Regions from separate parts of the Mus musculus genome. Here all the other regions are linked to region 4. The links are chromatin contacts, called in public Hi-C and promoter capture Hi-C maps. All regions are on one chromosome and are shown on one strand. The core of a region is the stretch at or near the end of the contact, and the rest is flanking DNA. Distances in the headings are between cores, read along the strand shown.

The links. Promoter capture Hi-C pulls out the DNA fragments that hold promoters and counts their contacts. A called contact is a pair of places that touch in the nucleus more often than the background predicts.
Region 1: a Hi-C map of LSK cells shows a contact between it and region 4, with 6 times the contacts expected there. The contact joins the promoter of Rgs2 here to the promoter of Rgs18 in region 4. A contact is called at or near these places in 3 of 39 promoter capture datasets (the HPC-7 cell line, neutrophils and pre-B cells), 4 of 484 Hi-C or Micro-C datasets (LSK cells, erythroblasts, hematopoietic stem and progenitor cells and 1 more) and 1 of 115 datasets of contacts at active chromatin or transcription factors (the 230-238 cell line).
Region 2: a contact with region 4 is called in a promoter capture Hi-C map of the HPC-7 cell line, with 5 times the contacts expected there. The contact joins the enhancer-like site here to the promoter of Rgs18 in region 4. A contact is called at or near these places in 4 of 39 promoter capture datasets (the C10 cell line, the HPC-7 cell line, pre-B cells and 1 more), 4 of 484 Hi-C or Micro-C datasets (the HPC-7 cell line, bone marrow-derived macrophages, granulocyte-monocyte progenitors and 1 more) and 1 of 9 other capture datasets (macrophages).
Region 3: a contact with region 4 is called in a Hi-C map of LSK cells, with 2.9 times the contacts expected there. The contact joins the promoter of Rgs1 here to the promoter of Rgs18 in region 4. A contact is called at or near these places in 1 of 484 Hi-C or Micro-C datasets (LSK cells) and 1 of 9 other capture datasets (macrophages).

Annotation. Positions count from the first base shown.
Region 1 is chr1:144,001,175-144,005,747 of GRCm38.p6, reverse strand. It overlaps Rgs2 (regulator of G-protein signaling 2), which reads left to right and starts at 1,599. Exons shown (of 5, transcript NM_009061.4): 1 at 1,599-1,739; 2 at 2,695-2,796; 3 at 2,907-2,968; 4 at 3,466-3,632; 5 at 3,874-4,573. The coding sequence starts at 1,630. The coding sequence ends at 4,068.
Region 2 is chr1:144,197,055-144,202,002 of GRCm38.p6, reverse strand. It overlaps Gm35415 (a long non-coding RNA gene), which reads right to left and starts at 4,585. Exons shown (of 3, transcript XR_387456.2): 1 at 4,501-4,585; 2 at 3,757-3,933; 3 at 1,177-1,489. Within about 2 kb of position 1,297, at least 63 of the 459 cell types and tissues checked have an H3K27ac peak or open chromatin away from gene starts, as enhancers often do. A contact at or near this core is called in the HPC-7 cell line, bone marrow-derived macrophages, macrophages and 1 more, where this site is marked.
Region 3 is chr1:144,245,990-144,251,052 of GRCm38.p6, reverse strand. Rgs1 (regulator of G-protein signaling 1) reads left to right here and starts at 1,949. Exons shown (of 5, transcript NM_015811.2): 1 at 1,949-2,152; 2 at 2,494-2,574; 3 at 3,086-3,147; 4 at 4,700-4,863. The coding sequence starts at 2,016.
Region 4 is chr1:144,772,343-144,777,134 of GRCm38.p6, reverse strand. It overlaps Rgs18 (regulator of G-protein signaling 18), which reads left to right and starts at 1,708. Exons shown (of 5, transcript NM_022881.5): 1 at 1,708-2,012; 2 at 2,467-2,568; 3 at 3,553-3,614. The coding sequence starts at 1,894.

The DNA of each region.
Region 1 (4,573 bases), core at 350-2,849, 770 kb after region 4:
CTAACAGCCACAAGTGTCAAGGGTCACCTGACCTATATTGATGATTTTAATACCCAGGGTTGTAAGAAAAAAAAAGTCCTGTTTTGTATTGTTAAAAAAAAGTCAACTATGCCTGCACATTACAGATATTTTAACGAGCAACACTATTTTATTAACACAAGCTTAATAAATATGTATTAAATCGTCAGAAATTAAAGCAAATGTAGAAACAGTGCAGATCTTTTCGGCTTATTAAAAATTTCATCTTACAGATTCATAAGCATGCTATCAAGTATTTGTTGCTAAAATCGAAATGATATTCCTTCTATAATAAGGCTATACCAATCTTCTTCATTAGCGACTGCAGACTTTGATCTCTGACTCAAACTACCCTCAGCTTGTCACAATGTGTTGCTTGGTTCCCAGTTTGAGAATGGGTCTTCATTTTCCTTTTAGTAGATCTAGTATGAATCAGAATAACTAGAGCCTAAGCCGTACCTTTTTGTTAGTCTGTTCAGACTTTATGGGAAAACCACTTAGGTATTCCGCCGCATCATTCTGGTAACATAGGAAGCTGAATCAGTTTGTAGTTGAAGTCATGTATTAGTTCTTACAAATCAGGGCTTATTAAACCCTGCAGGAGCAGAGACAGGGGTTCTCACAAATGAAGCTTACCCAAACAAATTCTTTACACCAACCGGCTCTCACATCTAGCTCTAGCCCCCACTGCACCGCCACCTTAACTTAAGCAGTTGAACATCTAGTAATTCCTAAATCTGTTCAACCGTGAATGACTCATGAGGAAATCCTGATTCCTTACGCTCTGAAACTACACATGATCCGTGTGCAGCAGAACTGCGAGATCCTGGGTTTCCCTTTGTATTTCTCACCTATCTCTCTGATCTTTGCTGTGCCCCGCAGGAGATGCCCCTCGGGTCTCCTGGGGAACGACCCTGCAAAGCCACAGCCTGCTGCAGCCATGCATTTAAAGATCAAAACTGCAGAACTGGTTAAAACACCAGGTTTTAATAGAAACTTTCTCCCGCTTCCTCCCTGAGTAGCGTGGAATTCCCTTTAGGAATTCCAAGGTGCCTGAGCGAGCTACAGCACCTTACTCAACAGTCCATATTTCAGGTTTTTCTAGTTGTTTGATTTCCTTCTCTAAAATAGGTAGAGTTGCTGAGTGCAGCCAGCAGGGCTCTCCCCATCCCAGCTGCAGTTTATGGGTGTCCGGATGAACAATAGATACAAAGGTGGGGCGCGCGCGAACACACACACACACACGCACACGAGTAAAAGGTACGGTCTTCAGTAAAGGAAAAGCCAAGAACTCGGAGACCCTTCACCGCGTGGCTGCCCGAAGTGCCTACCAAATCTCTCTGTGTCCCCGCCCGCCACCTCCCACCCTGTGTGCGCACGAGGATGCGGCGCCTACGTCAACAGCGCCCTCGCTTCCAGGCCCTTCGGGGGCTGCCGTGACTGCCACAGGCCGGGGCGACTCCGCCCTCGTGCCGTCTGCAGCGAGCCAATCCGCGCTCTCTTGGGGCGTGGCTGACGCCTCCAGGTCCCGCCCCTATGCCGCCGCCCGCCTTAAAAGCCCGCGGCGCGCTCCCGGCCTCAAACAGCTGCGGTGGCCGCGGGAGTCTGAGAATGCAAAGTGCCATGTTCCTGGCTGTCCAGCACGACTGCGTACCCATGGACAAGAGTGCAGGCAACGGCCCCAAGGTCGAGGAGAAGCGGGAGAAAATGAAGCGGACACTGTGAGTATGCCCTGTCTCCCGAAGAGCTCTTCATACCCAGCCTGGCTTTGCTGCTAGGGACCTACCTTCCCTCGATCTCGGCTTTGAATGCTCTCTAGTCTGCACCTCTGCAGAGAAAGTGTGGGGGCTTGGGGGGTGGGGGGTTAGCTTGCTAGATATGGTGGTATTTGCTTTTTTTCTATGTGAGCTCCGAGAGTTTAGGAACTATAGGAAATGGTTGAAGAAGGTGGCGGTAGATGATCTGAGAAGGGCTGGTTGGCTTTTTGTTCTGCATTTAATGTGGCATCAGAATCCTGTAGCTGAATAACGTCCACCGGCGTCTGGACGTTGCATTGTTAGTTCTGAGCTGCTTGCATAGCTGCTGGGTGGAGATGTTTGAGTTGATTCGCAATGTATGAGATCCATTTTTAAATCATAAAGTAGGGCTCACCCAGTCACGACTATGGAATGAGTAATTTGCTCTGCAGTATCTGCTGCGGAGAAGCACTGTGGGCGGTCGCAGAGGGGAGCTAGGGAATCCATCACACACACACACACACACACACACACACACACACACACACACACACACCTATGCATTGTCTCTGGCATAGTGCAGACCCTCCTACCCCCAGTGCAGAAAGGGAAGAAACATCAGCTGGGTCAAGACTGCTGTTCTCAATTGAAAAATGACAGCAAGCTGTAGTTTAACCATGCAGAAAATCCACTACCTGTTTATTAGGTCAGAAATAACTGGTGAAAATTTAAAATACCCTGGCTGTTATGTAGTCCTATCCTGCTTGTAAAGCTCATTATAGTCGGATGAATGGATAAAACTGTGTTCTGAGGTGCTGGGTTTAAAAGCTAAGAGGGAGAGACTCATCTGCTTTGTTTGTAGCTACTGCAGCTGATGATAGTTTGACCGTTCAAGAATTGCCACTTGAAGTATTTTTTTTTTCTCTCTTTTTTTTTCCAGCTTAAAGGATTGGAAGACCCGTTTGAGCTACTTCTTGCAGAATTCCTCTGCTCCTGGGAAGCCCAAAACTGGCAAGAAAAGCAAACAGCAAACTTTTATCAAGTAAGTTTCGGATCCTGTAGTTACAGAGATGAATATCTAACCAAGCCAAGCAAAAGGGGAAGGGGAACTGATGTGTGTTGGGGAGCTCATTTGCGGAACTTCTCTTGCAGGCCTTCTCCTGAGGAAGCGCAGCTCTGGGCAGAAGCATTTGATGAACTGCTGGCCAGTAAATGTAAGTTCACCTCTTGAATGTGATCTCTCACCAGTATCTTTAAAAGCCTAGAAATGATTGCAAGAAGTGCATTAGACATTACCACCACTGACAGTTCAAAGCCTCTTTTTCTTTCCCTTATATCACTGGGTTTAATCATGGGGAAGCAAGAGGTATTCACCTCAGGTGGGGAAGAAAAGTTAGCCTAAAAATTAAAATGCCAGTTACTCAGGCTGTGGTTGAGTCAGCTTTTCCATTGCATAGAATATTTTCAAAAGCCCTAGTTCCTAGTGAACTTATGGCCTATAAACACTGGTCTTGCAGTGCCAGTGAAGTTAAGTATACTTTTGTTGCAGACTACAAACTTAAGCATTTTTGCCTACTGGCATCTTAGTGCTTAAAGAGCCAGACCTAGAGAATGACAGGCTTGAATGAAGTCTAGGAAACTGATCATTTTGTGCAGAAGAACTGTGTATAATTCGGTCGTTCCATTCATGCTGCTTTTCCTGTGCTTCCAGATGGGCTGGCTGCATTCAGGGCGTTTTTAAAGTCCGAGTTCTGTGAAGAAAACATTGAATTCTGGTTGGCTTGTGAAGACTTCAAAAAAACCAAATCACCCCAAAAACTGTCCTCAAAAGCAAGGAAAATCTATACCGACTTCATAGAGAAGGAAGCTCCCAAAGAGGTAAGAAGACAGGCGCCTCAGATCACCTTCAACACTGTTGAAACCTGAGACTTGAATACACCACATTCAAGCACAAGTGAGAAGAGCCCTGTGCGCCTCTCATCCCAGCTGTCCTAACATTTAAGTTTCTCCAAAGTTGACAGTTATAACTGATCACAAGTTACACCTTTATGTTTTATTATTAAGCATCAATCTGCAGTGTTGACTAGCCAATAAATGGACTTTTGTTTTGTTCTTTCAGATAAACATAGACTTCCAAACGAAATCTCTGATTGCCCAAAATATCCAAGAGGCTACAAGTGGCTGCTTCACCACAGCTCAGAAGAGGGTGTACAGTTTGATGGAGAACAATTCTTATCCTCGGTTCTTGGAGTCCGAATTCTACCAGGACTTATGTAAAAAGCCACAGATCACCACGGAGCCCCATGCTACATGAGACCAGGAGTCCCCCCACACACAAAGGACATTCCATTCTGTCTCCCAAGAGCAAAGGCTGTGACCTGCCAGAAAAAAAAAAAAAACTGACCTTGAATTCAGCCTGAGTGTTAGGAAAACATCGCTCAGAACTATTGATTCAATGTTGGGTAGTGAATCAGGAAGTCAGCAACCTAGGAGAGGCTCTGTGTGAGAACGGCTTCCCTCACTGTGTGAAGAACAGAGGGAGGGAACAGGCCTCTGAATGTGTTCTTCCTCCTTGTCGGGAAAGCAGAGTTTGAGATGAAAGATCCGATGCAATGTTGTTGGAGCATTTAAAATCAATAGGTCTGGGATTATGTGGCCTTAGCTAGTTGGCTGTACACCTTCCCTAAACTAGTCCATGTTACCACATAGTGGTGTTAGTTCTAGTTTTAATATTTTAGTACTAAGTAACATTACAATGTTTACTGTGTGCAAGGGTGTTGACGTTCTTAGGACTACAGATCATTAGTACTAGTGTGTCA
Region 2 (4,948 bases), core at 48-2,547, 570 kb after region 4:
CTTCCTGGTCCTGGCATTCCCCCACACTGGGGCATAGAGCCTTCACAGGACCAAAGGCCTCTCCTCCCATTGATGTCCAACTAGGCCATCCTCTGTTCTTAACAACTTTGCAGTTATACAACAAATATTTGACTTCAACATGAATTGATACCTTAACATTCTAAACATCAAAATAGGAAAATTTGAAAATGTTTTCATATGACAAATTATAAAATTTTAGACCATAAATTTAAACCAACTAGGTATAGATTAAGGGAGGGGTAGAAGACAGAATCAAATGCATTTACTTAATGACAAAAAAGTGCAGAAAAATCTTGGTCTCCAAAGTTTTTGGTCTTCTACTTGCAATCATGTTTTCAACAGACATTCTATTCTGCTTTTGATATATTTTAGAAAATGGACAATAAATAAACTAAAGATAGATTGTAAAGAGTCAGGCGAATACTGTGTGATGGTAGCAGGTCTGGGGTGATTTTTTACTTCTCCTTCAACTGGATATAATGCTTATTTTAACACATGATGTTATAGTTTTTGTGTACATTATAAATAACAGTTTCAAAATGATCAAATTTCTACAAACAATTTTAGCTATTATTTTTATTGAAGATGTAAAAAGTTATGTTTTTAGTTTATCAAGTTAATAGAAAGTAACTATCGTCACAATACAGAAGAAAATAAGATGGGCAAGTTTTATTTCCACAATAAACAGCTTTATCAAAGTACGGTTTTCTGAGATAATCCAACACATATAATTAATTTTGAGATTTGTTTCATTTCTATAACATACAGACCACAAAGAAAGAGACCTAGATAAGGTTTTCTAATGGTTACCATCTTTATTTCAGAACACTGTCCCAAGCCTTTGTGACTAAAATATTAAATTGACTCTGAATTCCACCAATAGCTATGTGACCTAAGATCAATCTTTTAACCACTCTGAGTTTATTTCATCAGATAGTACATAATAATAAGTATATTTTCCTCTTCAATATATTCTGAAAATGTATTAAGTAATACAACTTACAAATAATGAAATTGTTTATAAAGTTTAGCCATTATTTTATGAATAAATATGACCAACTAAGAATAAAGTCATTCAAGAATACATTGATTCAATTTGAAAAGTGTCATTAATATCAGATGACTTCCTCCAGCCTTGGTTACTAATGAATGGCTAAACTTGTTGCTGTAAATAAATGGGCACTAGGACATTTCTTTAAAATATAACACACATGTGGATCAAGATTAGACTTCTTCCGCTTTGTGGTCTCACATGACTGACCACAGCAACTATTTTTAGTCAGTGTCTGCTTTTTAGTGACACCCAGCTCCACATGTCAGAGTCATCATCCTTATGATGATATAGAGTCGTGTGACAATCTTGTCATATCCTTTCTGTCCAATTCTTTATGATTCCAACATGAACTTCTACTATGGCAGTATTGAAAGCAGCAGAGTGAGATGGGCATAGACTTTTCACCCCTTAATTCTACAAAAATAAAAAGGAGGCAGTCAGCTGTCTTGACATAACTTACTTAGCTAATAAACACGGGGTGGTTCCAAAGAGGACTTCTGTAACGATAACACATTTACATGGTTTTTAACTCCAAGTCAATCAATGGATTAAGAATGAACAGCAGTTTAAATAGTAAATTGTTGTCTCTGATAACAATGCACAGGGGTTTGTGCTCTCTGCCACTCGGATGCTTACAAAACTGAGGGAAAAGTATGTTCAAATTTAGATGAATATGGGTTTGGCTGGAGTGGCGAAAATATCAATATACTGTAGCCATTTGAATGTCATATAATGTCCCCAACCTGAAATCAGACATTTCTAAGTTCAAATTCCAACCATGCAATTTCAAAGCATATGACCCTGAACAGCTTAATAAATTTGTATTACTGGGATAAACAGGCCTTAATAAGACTAAAGATAAAATGCGGGAATGATGAGAGAATCATAAATTAGCAAAAAGTACTAAATTGAAAAGCAACAAAGGTTAAAGGCAAAGACTATAAAGGTAAAGAGGTTTACAAAGAATGTTGAGAAAAAGTCTCTCTGGTGGCATAAGGAACATGGTGGTACCTATGATCTATACTACATAAGACAGTGCCTTACCTGTCTCCAAAGAATATGGAAAAATCGTTGCTAGAAACTGTGCAGCTGTGCATGAAATATGTGATCTCAGCATGAACTATTTTTTAATTTTAAGTACTTCAAAATAGAACTGGGAGATGACACAAAGGGTCAAGATGTTTCCTGCTAAGCTTGATAACTTAAGCTGAAGAGAGTGCAAACTTCCTCAAGATGTCCTCTGGCCTCTGAACACAGACCATGATAAGCCTTTATGCATGCACACATATACACATACAAATACATACATTCATGTATATATACATATACATATACATATACATATACATATACATATACATATACATATACATATACATATACATACATACACACACACAATACTCCAAATAAAAAAGCCATCTGGTACCTTTTTTTCTAAGTCCAGTTAACTGTAACCTCAAGAAAGTGAAGAGATGAGCTTTCTGTCCTTTAACCAGCTAGAGCTGGTAGCACAAGATGAGTATTAGAAAGTCAGTAGCTTTTTGGGAACCCAGGTGCTGAAGAGGAGTGTAAAGGTATACCGAGCCTCATCTATCTCTTTCTTTCTTTTTTTACTTTTCACAAAGAAAACAGTTTGCATATCACATTTGTGTAAGAAAAAATTCATCTTTGTATTTAAGCAACTCATACACAGTCACATGATAAACCAATGGCAACAGTGGAACTTTATCTCAGGTTGGCCTCAGGTTGGTTAAGTATTCTTAACCAAAATACTACAGGAAACAAATTAATTTTAAACAATAAGAGAATATGTAAATATATCAAAGGAAAATTTGAAATAAGATTTAAAATTTAGAGCTCAGCCTTAGATGCTACACCAACAGATCTACTAGTAGGATCCTAACTACTGCTGAAGGCCCAATACCCGTATCGCTCCTATTATCCATTCCTTAGGTTGCAAGTATTTTTGACATATACGTGATCTCTGGAAGAAGTCAGAAATGATCCACAGCTGTATGATACAATATATACACCTGTGTACACACAGGCAAGCATATGCACATGTGCTCATGCACACACATGGATAAACGTGTACATGCACACATGCCCACACATATGTTCATGCATACATGCATACACATATGCACTCAGCACACAGACATCACACACACACACACACACACACACACACACACACACACACACTGCCACCACTACAACCGCCACAGGGCCTGCCACTATTTCTGTACATTCTTACTGGAAACAAAGAGAAAGCCTGAGAGAATCTGGCAAGTGAGAAAGAGGAGTAAGTCATATTTATCAAAGCAGAGGAGTCATTGTTTTCTGCACTGAAAAGTAGAACTATGTAAGTCACAATACTTCAACATTAAAGCAATGATAATACAAAACAAAACTCTAAATGACCATAATTGTTGCATTAGAAACCGGTGGTAGTAACCTCTGATTTACCCTTCATCCTCTGGTAAATCTAGAGAGATGGAAACTCCTTCCAGACCTGGTGGCAAAAGCATCCACACTAACCTTGGGTACAAGGACCACAATTGTAAGGCTCATACATACATTTTCTCTGTTCTACTCCTGGTAAGAATTGAAGTCAATAATAGGTCATTCTGGAAGCTTCTAAACACGCACAGTTAATGTTAAAATGTGAAACACACCTTCATGTAAGTCCAGCCACATTGCTGCAGAAGACACTTGAGAAAAGGAGGGAGGAGCTGGGTCAGTTCACCCCTCTTTTAAGCAGGAAGCTTGCCGCTCACCTCTCCACTCTCAAACTGTAGGCCTCATCTCTGCTCAACTTTCCCTCTGTGTATAAACCGTATGGCCAGTGGAATCTGCAGATATGCATGAAGAGTGACATCCTTACTTAACATTGCTTCTCGGCATGTTACTGTCACAGCACAGGGTTATAGTTCCTACTTCATGGAATATTGCAATAGCTATACAGGGTTAATTCCTAACTACTTTCCCCATAGTGTAGCTATAGAAACTCAGGGATAAAACTACTGTCTCCCAAGAGTATGCTGGCCATCAATTACAGTGGCACACAGCGACACCTAGTGGATAACAGTATATTTTGACCTCTCAAGTTGACATAAGCAATTTTCAGTTCTCCCCTATGAATATTCAGGATTTTTTTAAAAGTAAATTCTGGGTGTTTTTGAAACAAAAGAAAACGTATGCAATTTCCTCTTACTACTACAAACTGTAAATGCTCAGAAAAACATTCTCCAAGAAAAGTCACCTCTTAAGACTTTTATGAAAAGAAATCTTCAAGTGATATATTAGCTAGCAATCAAACAGTTTTAAGAGAAAGACATAGAACTGGAAACACAGCTCAGTTAGTAGAATGGTTGCTTAGCATGCATAAAAACCTGGATTCCACATACTGCATCACACACCTATCGTGGTGGATCATGCTTGTGACTCTGACACTGGGGAGGTGGAGTTTTCAGGATCCGCTGTTCCAGGCTATCCTTTAGAACGTTGCAAATTTGAGGCCAGCTTGAGATTACATGATATCCTGTTTAAAAAATTAAGGCAAAAATTTTTCATATTCAAAATAAACTTGTGAACTGAAACACACCGACACTGACCCTCTAAGAATATAGGAATGTGAAGAGAATCCCTTACCAAAATTGCTCAAGAAGAAGCCACAGATTTATGGTCTCTACCTATGCTACTCATTCAATGACTGTGTGACCTTAATCAAATGATGTGACCTCTATGTGCCTCTGTTTCATATCTGATATCATAAGAAGGTTTCGATTTAGATGATCTTTCAGAGACTACTCACAAAAGATGACAGATTTCTGTGCCAGTCATTAAACATAGAGATGGTCAATTCGC
Region 3 (5,063 bases), core at 700-3,199, 530 kb after region 4:
AGTAAAAATTAACCAAATAAAAACCCATGTTTCTTATCTTTAAAAAAAAAAAGGCTATGGTTCTGCAAAATACTAAAAATCTCACATATTCCAAACATATCTGGTGCTATATACTCTGCTGCTTCTACTGACTCTTCTGATGCTTGTAACATCCAAAGGAATAGTTCTTGCACAGTTTTTGGAAATTGCCAGGGTGTATTGATAACAGGTAACCATGGTTCATTAAAATAACCTTTAAATTGTGTTTCTCAAGCATTTAACTTACACACATTATCCACAGGAGTGGAAGTTTATCAATAAACAAACATGAGAAACGGTGAAAGATTTTAACAGGAAAGTAAGTCTGAGCTGGACCACAGGAAGTAAACAAACACACATCTTTACGTCAACTGTCACAGCCCATCGGTTTTGTTTGGGTCACTTTCAAAGTGGCCAGCTCATCTCACTACTTCTCTTTCTTAAATGAATCATGTTATCTGGTAAACATCAGATGATAGCAATGTATGAAATAGCCATTCGTAACCATAGTGAATGTTGTAATACTATAAATGTTTACTACAGACTTTGTGTATCATACTGATTTTTTAAAAAGGACAAAGAAAAATTAATATGCCTCTCTTTTTTTTAAGTCAAATTTACCTAATTCCACCAAAAGTTTCTATGATAAAGGCTACCCTCTATTGAGAGGCAAAATTCAATCTGCCCAAAGTAAAGTTGGCCATCCTATAAAGTGCCATAGTATGCATCTTGTATAAACTCTGTAAGATGTTATATTGCATTAATATCTCTGCTCTGATACATGATTTTTATCAATGAGTAATGATTTTTGTAATGTAATCATCTCAATTAAAGCTAGATTTTTCCTCTCTGGAGATATTTCAAAAAATTCAATTATTATATCCTAACTAGTACAAATGATTGACTTATTCAAACAAATTCTGAGTTTACTTTGAATTTTCCCTCAGATACTTTATTTTTAAAGATTGGTATCTTTATCATTATGTAAGGTCTGTATGTTAGGTACACTTTTATTCATAGGTTTTCTTTAATTTTACCATGCCATCTTAATTATTGAACACAATTACAGTGACACATCACTTATAGTCTAATTATAGAAGTAGCATTAAAAAACAGAATGCTCCTTAAGGTCATCTTATGTGTCACTGGTAGAATATTTTGTACACACCTTGGAAAATTCTAACAAGAATGTTCCTTGTGATGGAAATGATGGGCAAGATTCCAGACACCACAGTGGTGTAGACAGCCTCCCATAGGTCTCCATCTTACCAGATAGATACAGAGTAGTCAGTATAAAAAAAACATTAATCTTATACTGCTTCATATGGGTGGCAGTGGTGAAGAACTCTTAAAATATTGTGAAGAAGCCAGAAGAAACTAAAGGGGGGGGGCTGTAATCAGAGTATACTATATGACAAGGAAATCTACTTTTAATTTTTAAGAAAGGAGAAAAAACATTGTGATCAGATGATTTTATACTCCAGAACTACCCCAAGCATCAAGGTGAAGGGAGGGATAGGACTCTACTGTTGAATTTCTGCGTGATACAGAAAATATAGCAAATGTAACATTGACCAGAACATATAGTTTTCAAGGGAAAAAAAAAAGAAAGTTTTAACTCAAACTAAAGGCTGATACTTCCTTTCCTCCAGAGATGTGTATGGCCCCCTTCTATATATCTGTGTGTGTCTGTGTGTGTGTGTGTGTGTGTGTGTGTGTGTGTGTGTGTGTTTGTGCATGTGTGTGCATAATTTTGTTCCTGCCTTCCTAATCAAATGACCTGCTCTCATTCAGTTGAGTTTCAACCACAAGACATCCCTGTACACTTTTTTTTCTTCAAGATACACGTCACGACACACCAAGAAAGGAGGAACTTCCGTGCCTGTGGTAACATCACTTGATAAACAGACTCCCTGAACAGCAAGTGCCCTGTCTGCCTTACGCTATATAAAGCAGCAGTCGTAGACTAACAGACACTCACTCGTTTTGAGAAGACCATGAGAGCGGCAGCCATCTCCATGCCAAGGTTGAACAAAATGCCAGGAATGTTCTTTTCTGCTAGCCCAAAGGATTCGAAAGAACACAGCCATTCTCTTCTAGACGACAAAAAGCAGAAAAAAAGGCCAAAGACTTTGTAAGTTCCTTCAGTGTGTCTCTTTGATTATCTTTTATGGCCAAAGGAGTAGGAATAAGTGGACGTGAGTGCTGGCATTTGGTTTATGGAGAGCGGAGCAATTACCTCCTGTGACTTATAAGTGAGAGTCAGTTTTATTGGAAAATAAATCATGTTACCAGAAAGTCTGGGGAAATCTTTCTAGACGTTGTTCATAAAAATGAGTTCTATTTTAACATACTAAAATATTGTGTTAGCTAGTCTTATTATTACCTTCCTCCTCAGATATGTTTGCTTCATGTTCTTTTCATAGATAAGGGGAACTCTTGTAGAGAATTATGAATTTTTGGTGTCTTTTGTAGTGGAATGGACGTGAAAACATACCTGAGATCGATGATCCCACATCTGGAATCTGGGATGAAATCGGCCAAGTCCAAAGACATGTATGTACTGAATATATTGAAATATTCTAAGTGTCTAAGCATCCTAGAAGCTAACTGTTGTCTTCAAATGATACTGATACTTCATGTGTCTAGGCATGCCAGCTTACTCTTGTAATTCCAGTACTTGGAGGTTGAGACAGGGGGATGGGCAGGGGACTTGAGTGAAGCCTTGGACTTTAAAAAGGCATATAAAAATACTGCATGCAATGGAGTTAATTTCTTTTAGGTAACAAGCCAAACAAGATTAGCCCATATTAGAGCCAATGAACATTAATTATTAATATGTCCACATCAGTTTTCTATTTGTGTTTTTCTAATTTATCCACTTAGATTTTAACTGTCTTGACAGATTTTTTTCATAACTATGGTGATTAAAAGGAACTTTATTCATAAAAGTAATAATAGAAGTCATAACAAAAAATTTTAGTTATCAATATGTAGTAGCCATTATTAAATCAAGTGGGATTTCCAAAACTAGTTTATTAATTTAGATTATTTTTGTTAACTGTAGACTTTCTGCTGAAGAAGTAATGCAGTGGTCTCAGTCTCTGGAAAAACTCCTTGCCAACCAGAGTAAGTATTCCTATCTATCCATTGTTTTGGGGTCAGCTTGATAATTTAATAAGTTGGATGGATGATTAATGTATGTTATCAAAGGAAGAAAAGCAAGTATGCAAAAATGAAGTATTTTAGTTCTTGAATCATTCATAATTTCCTCACAATATGACTCAGTAATATAGCACTAGATTTTTATCACTGTCCTTTAGACAAATCTGCCAAAACAGTTACATGTGTTCTTGCATTCAAGAACAAAACTGAAATTAGGCTGTGTTGCTGGAGAGCTGGCTGGTTGGCTGATTGCTTGTTGCTCTTAAAGATGACTGTTTCCCTGCACTCAAGGGACTGGTCTCACAGCAATCTACCTGTAACTCCTGTGCCCTCCTCTGGCCTCTGTGGGCACCTGTCCACAGGCGCTTCTGCATGGAGAGGGGCAAGGAGAAGAAGACACACATATACACATCAAATAATAATAAGCATTCAAAAATTAAAATAAAGGTGAATAAAAGTACATTGTAGCTTCAAAGTTTTAAAAGCCAAGAAAATATCACATCATTGGAATTGCTATTTTGAAAGGTACTTAAAATGTACTTTGTACCATTCAGTGAAAAGAGTAGGATTCGTTTATTTAATTAGTCGTCTATCATCCACATACTTATTAACTCTCATTTGTCCACCCTACGTGGAAGGTATTTTAAAAACAGCAAGGATTCAAATGCAAATACACAGTCTATTACTTCGTTAAAGACACTTGGATATTCCAAGTAAACACTGAAAGCATTCAGCATGATACATGTTTTAATATAAGCTCAAGAGAGGCTTGTGGGGGTTTTCTGATGGAAGGAAATAAAAAAAAATGAATGAAACCAGTCTCCATTCCCCATGGTGGGATTGCAACACTATTGGGATTAGAATCTTATTCAGAAGTGAAGACAATCAGCTTGGTCTCGGGAATAAGTTTACCCTCTTTGTAGAAAGACACTACGAAACTTACTTGGGAAGTCGAAGAAATTTAGCTTAGTTTGACCCAATGATTACAACAAGACTTACTCTACAATTAAGCTGAGCAAATGGTATATAAATCTCAATGGTACTAGCAAGTAAAATCAGTGTGCCAAACATACAGGTGACAAGCTATCCTAACATTATCTAACTACCATGGTTTGGATGAGGAATTTATATTTTTAACCATCAAACGATGTTAATACCCTAAATCATTAACATTTCCTTGCAGAAAGGACTCTACACTCTTGCTCACATGTTGGTGCCTATAAGTAATGACATTGTTCTACAGTCAGCAGAGTTCAGTGTCACTTTAAATACAAGAGGAAGCAAAGTACATTTATGTGAACACACAAAACATTATATGACTGTGGACAGTTTGTTTGGTGACAGATTCCACATGTAACAGTTTCTATGTCTGCTTCTCTACAAATTATGGCACAGCTGTTTGAGCAGTAGCCAACTTGTACCTTTGTGCATATATTAATGCTATAAGATTGCTTATAAATCTCTTCTGCAGCATATTCCTTTACTGACTCAATTTTCTAAACCCCTCTTATTTTAGCAGGTCAAAATGTCTTTGGAAGATTTCTAAAGTCTGAATTCAGTGAGGAAAATATTGAATTCTGGTTGGCTTGTGAGGACTATAAGAAAACAGAGACTGATCTTTTGCATAACAAAGCAGAGAATATATACAAAGCATTTGTGCATTCAGATGCTGTGAAACAAGTGAGTATTAAAGTCATTGTCATTAGTATCAGAGTGTGTAAATTTTACCTACATACAGAAATAGGTTACAACGAAATCCGTGGTATCATAGTTTTGCATATAGACAAATATATTCATTTATCCATTCACTTCAGTGGAGCCATTCCCTGGATTTGTAAAGCTATCTAGTAGAGAGACTAAAATGATTTTACAAAACTGTC
Region 4 (4,792 bases), core at 459-2,958:
TTTCACTGTCTCTACTAGAAGTAAATTTGAGTGATACTGAATAGGTAAATTCTTACTGAATCTCAAGCTCAGGGTCAGCTTCAAGGACTTTCAAGGACATTGGAACACTTGGGAAGGCTTAGCTATATGTCAACATCAATCCTTAAAGGCACTCATAATAAAACAATACTGAAAGAGAGCACACAGATCCATACACCAGACTAACATGGGGACAGGTTTTGAGTGTATTTGCTATGAGAATGCCAAGGTTCCAGGATACTAAGTTTCCGTGAAACTCTTTGACTCTGGACTACTTTGGTCAAGTAGACTTCACTGAAGTGGATATAGCAACTGTCCTCCTGGCTCCACCCAGCAGCCAATGGAGAGAGACACAGAGCTCACACCAAAACATCAGATGGAGCTCAGGGAGTTTTTATGAAGAGTTGGGAGAAGGACTGAGGGACCAATAGAGGTCAGTGACTCCACAGGAATACAGACAGAGTCAACTAACTTGGCCCAATGTCTAGAGCAAGAGCTATCCCTCAAAAGCAAAGGGGAAGGTAGAGCAGGGGGAGGACTTGCATGAGGGGATACTGGGAGGAAAGGAAAGGCTGACATTGCATTGCAAAGTGAATAACTTTCAAATCATTTGAAGTAAAAGTCATAGATTTTGAAGTTTCATTTTTAAATATACACAAAATGTTCTGTAGCATCAAGTAATAAATATGCTGAAGTCAAAGCTAGTATCTATATTAAATATATTGTTAAATCAATGATTCAAATGAAAATACACTTTCTTTTGCTTTGTGTTATTTGATTATATATATATATTATAATTTATAAAAGTTAAAATAAGTTAAAAGCTGTTAGAAAAATTACATATATACTGTTGATCAAACATGGATAATTACTGACTTTCACTTTCTCTAGGGCTTTGAATTTTGATTTCTTTTTCTGAAAACATGAGTCCTCAGATAGATAAATATCTCAAAGACTTTTAGATTCAAGAAAAAGTAAAAAAAAAAAAAATCAAACTCAGAGTTGTCAATTTTTAAATCCGTTAAGTTTGTCAGTTTATTTTAGAATAATGATATAAACAAAATATACGATGTATCATTAGTATTTGAAGCTTTTCATTAAGAAGAATGTTTTTAACAAAAAATTGAAAGATGTGCTCAATTCTAAGACTATAAATACTTTCAACTGCAAATATGAGAATACAGTATAAAATTTGCCATATTCCTTTTCTCATTTCATTTCATATACTTATCCAAAAGATTCCGATTTGTTTTAGATCACTTTATGGACTGATGCTTTAAATATATTAAATTATGTGAGTTCTATTCTATCTTTCATTCATAAATGGCCTCTTGTCTTAATGTTTATGCAATTTATTAAGCAAATGTAATTAATCAACACTTCAGTGCAGTTTGTGAACAAATGAAATTTATTAAGTCAATTTACTAAAACTAAATGAAATTATAGTTTAAGGAGAGCAAAACTAAGCTGCTCATGTTTGATAATGCTTTGCCACAAGACATTTTATGTCCTTTGGTAAATGACAGCACCATTCACATTACTGAAGCTCCTTTCTCTGCGGGCTTGAAAGGGAAGTAACGCTGTGGTAATACCAGCTTTTATCTTGAAGGCCAGAAGCGGTTTTGCAAATGTGTGGTATCATTTCCTTCAACAATTCAGTACAAGACCAATCTTGAGTTCCTCATTTTCAGACTTGCAGAGGCAGAAACACAGCTCTTCACTTTCTTTCATGTTATTTTCTCTTTTTGTAAGAAAAATCTGAGGAAAGATTCGGGATAGCGCTTTATTCAGGATGTTTTCCTATGAAATAGCATTCATCTGTGGGAGAGAGAAGGACTAAGGAAATCTGACATCTGTTGGTCACTGGGACAGAATATGGATATGTCACTGGTTTTCTTCTCTCAATTAAATATGTGTGAATCAAAAGAGAAAACTTTTTTCAAACTAATGCATGGGTCAGGGAAAGAAGAAACAAGCATCGAGGCCAAAATCAGGTAAAATTAGAGATGTCTTCATCAACTTTGTATCTAAGTAGCATGATTGATGAATATCTGTGAGCTCTTACTTTTTAAATACTTTGTTGAAAATATATTGATTGGAGTGCTGAAAATGACAGGGGAAGCGCTTTAGTTTTTTAAAAATGAAAATAAATGTTATTCTAATGTAGTTTCATTTTTTTTTTGAAAAAAGTCAAAAATTTTAACCACAACTAAGCATTAAAATAATAATTAATGAAATAGAATCTCAAATACTTATCTCTTGTTGAAGTAAAAAGGATTTTCTGTGGTGCACTCTATGCTAATTTCTCTATTTACTGTTTAAATCATAAGTAAAGGAGATGAATTTCTGAGTGGTGTGTGGGTGTTTATGAATTCCAAATTTATTTAGCAGGTTAAATAAGACTTCTGGGACATCAGAAATGTCCTGAATGTATTATTGCTTTTACAGAGCGAAAGAAAAAAGGAATAGACTAAGTCTTCTCCTACAGAGGCCTGACTTCCATGGAGAGACTCAAGCCAGTAGATCTGCCCTCTTGGCCAAAGAAACAAGGTGGGGAGCATGAATTCCTTGGGAGGGTAGTTTCCTTATTCTGTAATTGATGATTAAGGAAAAAAGAAATAAGAATCTATATGCTACTGAAAATTACATAGTGACATGAACATTGTTCAATATTTTATTCCTGAACACTGAGAATAGTCCTACAACTCAACCACATTCATAACTCAAGTCAAATTACCAGAAGCATGAAAATTGTTCTCTTAAAATTAGTAGATCTGTCCATTATAAATGATATACTTTATAGCCAATAAATTGATGAAATGCTACTTTGTTAAATATTGTAAATTTATCTTAAAAACAGGTTATGTATCACTCTCCTCAAAAGTTTTTTTTTTTAAATATTTTATGGATGACCGAAAGGAATGCACAAATAAAGAAAGTTTTGTAACTTGGCTTAGCATTTCCTTAACTTGAAAAAGTAGCTTTTTATATTAGCTTACAACTACTTAAAATTTTAATATGTTTAGTTAAAGATATAAAAGTATTTCACTCTCTTCTTTATGAATGTCTCCAATCATATAAGAAAATAGATTTTCTTACCCCCTTAAGACTAACTAAATTTTGTGCATTAAAAAAGAAGAAGATGAAAAAAGGAAAAAACATCACATTGTGGTTACAAATTCCAGGAAGTTTCTTCTTTTTAAAAGAGCTTTGAATGATACCGTCTATGGTTTCTTATTTGTATATATATATATATATATATATATATATATATATATATATATATAATCTCTCAACCTGGTTTCTCTCTTTCTCTTATTACTTAAAAACTCAAACAATTTTAACACTTTGGTGAACCCTGAAATATTTCATTGTTCAATGGGGAAAATCCTAGAGTACTGATGAAGGTTCCACTGTTTGATTTGGGAGCGCTTAGGCCATTTCAGTGGAGAGCACTGACTGCAGGGTCATCATACCCTGATCAGAAGCAAACATTTTGATCATCTATCATCAAACATTTTCTTTTCTGCACAGAGTCTCTCCTGAAGAAGCAGTGAAATGGGCTGAATCATTTGACAAATTGCTCTCTCATAGAGGTTAGTGGGACTGTCCCCAAACCTTCATTCCTTTATAAATATGAAGCACAGATACATGTGTTGGTAAAAAAGCGGATAGTAGTCAGATTTGTATATATTAATAAGTAACTGGCAGTAATCTGAATTCTAGTCACCGGGGATAACTAAGGAAAAGCATAGACAGCTAAAAGAAAATGTGTTTTTAATTTTCTTACTTGTTCAGAATTTTTTATTGATGAGCTCTTATTGTATCTTAATGTTCTAGTTAACAAATATAGCATTTAAATTCAAATTGTTTTATTTTGAATTTTCTGACATTTAAAGATAATTAGTTTTATTAAATGAATATTCAATATATTGCCCACATTATTTTATTCTGAATGTTGAAAAACATGGAAAAAGTTTTTTGATAGATGTTTTAGGGAACCCTCACAAAGAAAGGTTTGTAAGAAAATTCTTTAAGGTCAGTGTTCATTCAGAGATAATGCACCTAACCCTCAGGAGACTGGAGGCCCCAGGGAGTTTAGATGTCAGGTGGGATGGGTATGGGGCATCTACTTGGAGACAGGGAGGGGTGGGGAGGAGGTGGGAGACGTGGAGCAGTCGGAGGGTGGATGTGAAGCAGAGAATGAAATATGGAGTGTGAAAAATGAATTACAAATAAAATTAAATTTAAAAAGATAAAAATAAAAAAATTAAAAATTCCTATGAATTCCTATGGTTGGGTCTAAGAAACATCCATTTTGAAATTTATTTCTTTCATTTATTGATATTATAATAAAACTATATTACTTTCTCCTTTAATTTTCTCCCTGCAAACACTCCCATGTACATAGGGACCCTTCATTCTTTTTTTCAAGTTTACATCCTAACTTTTTCACTAGTTTTTGTTACATGCATACATGTTCAAGCATTTCTAAGGCAGAATCCTATAGAGAAGTTGAGTCAGGTACGCATTACTGTAGAGCACTCTGTGCTGGGGGGGGGGGGGGGCGAAGCAGAATCAGAACAGGCTTGGTTCTTGAACAAGCAAATGTGGCTCGGGGGCAAGCAGCCAGGTTTTGTGCTTTCTCGTCTGTTTATCTCAAGTACCAAGTAGACAAACTTTTGGTTTCTTATGAACTCACTTCATTATTTACTTGAAGTTTCAAAGTCAAGAATTTCTACTTACTATTTGGTAGCAAAACATCATTTATTTA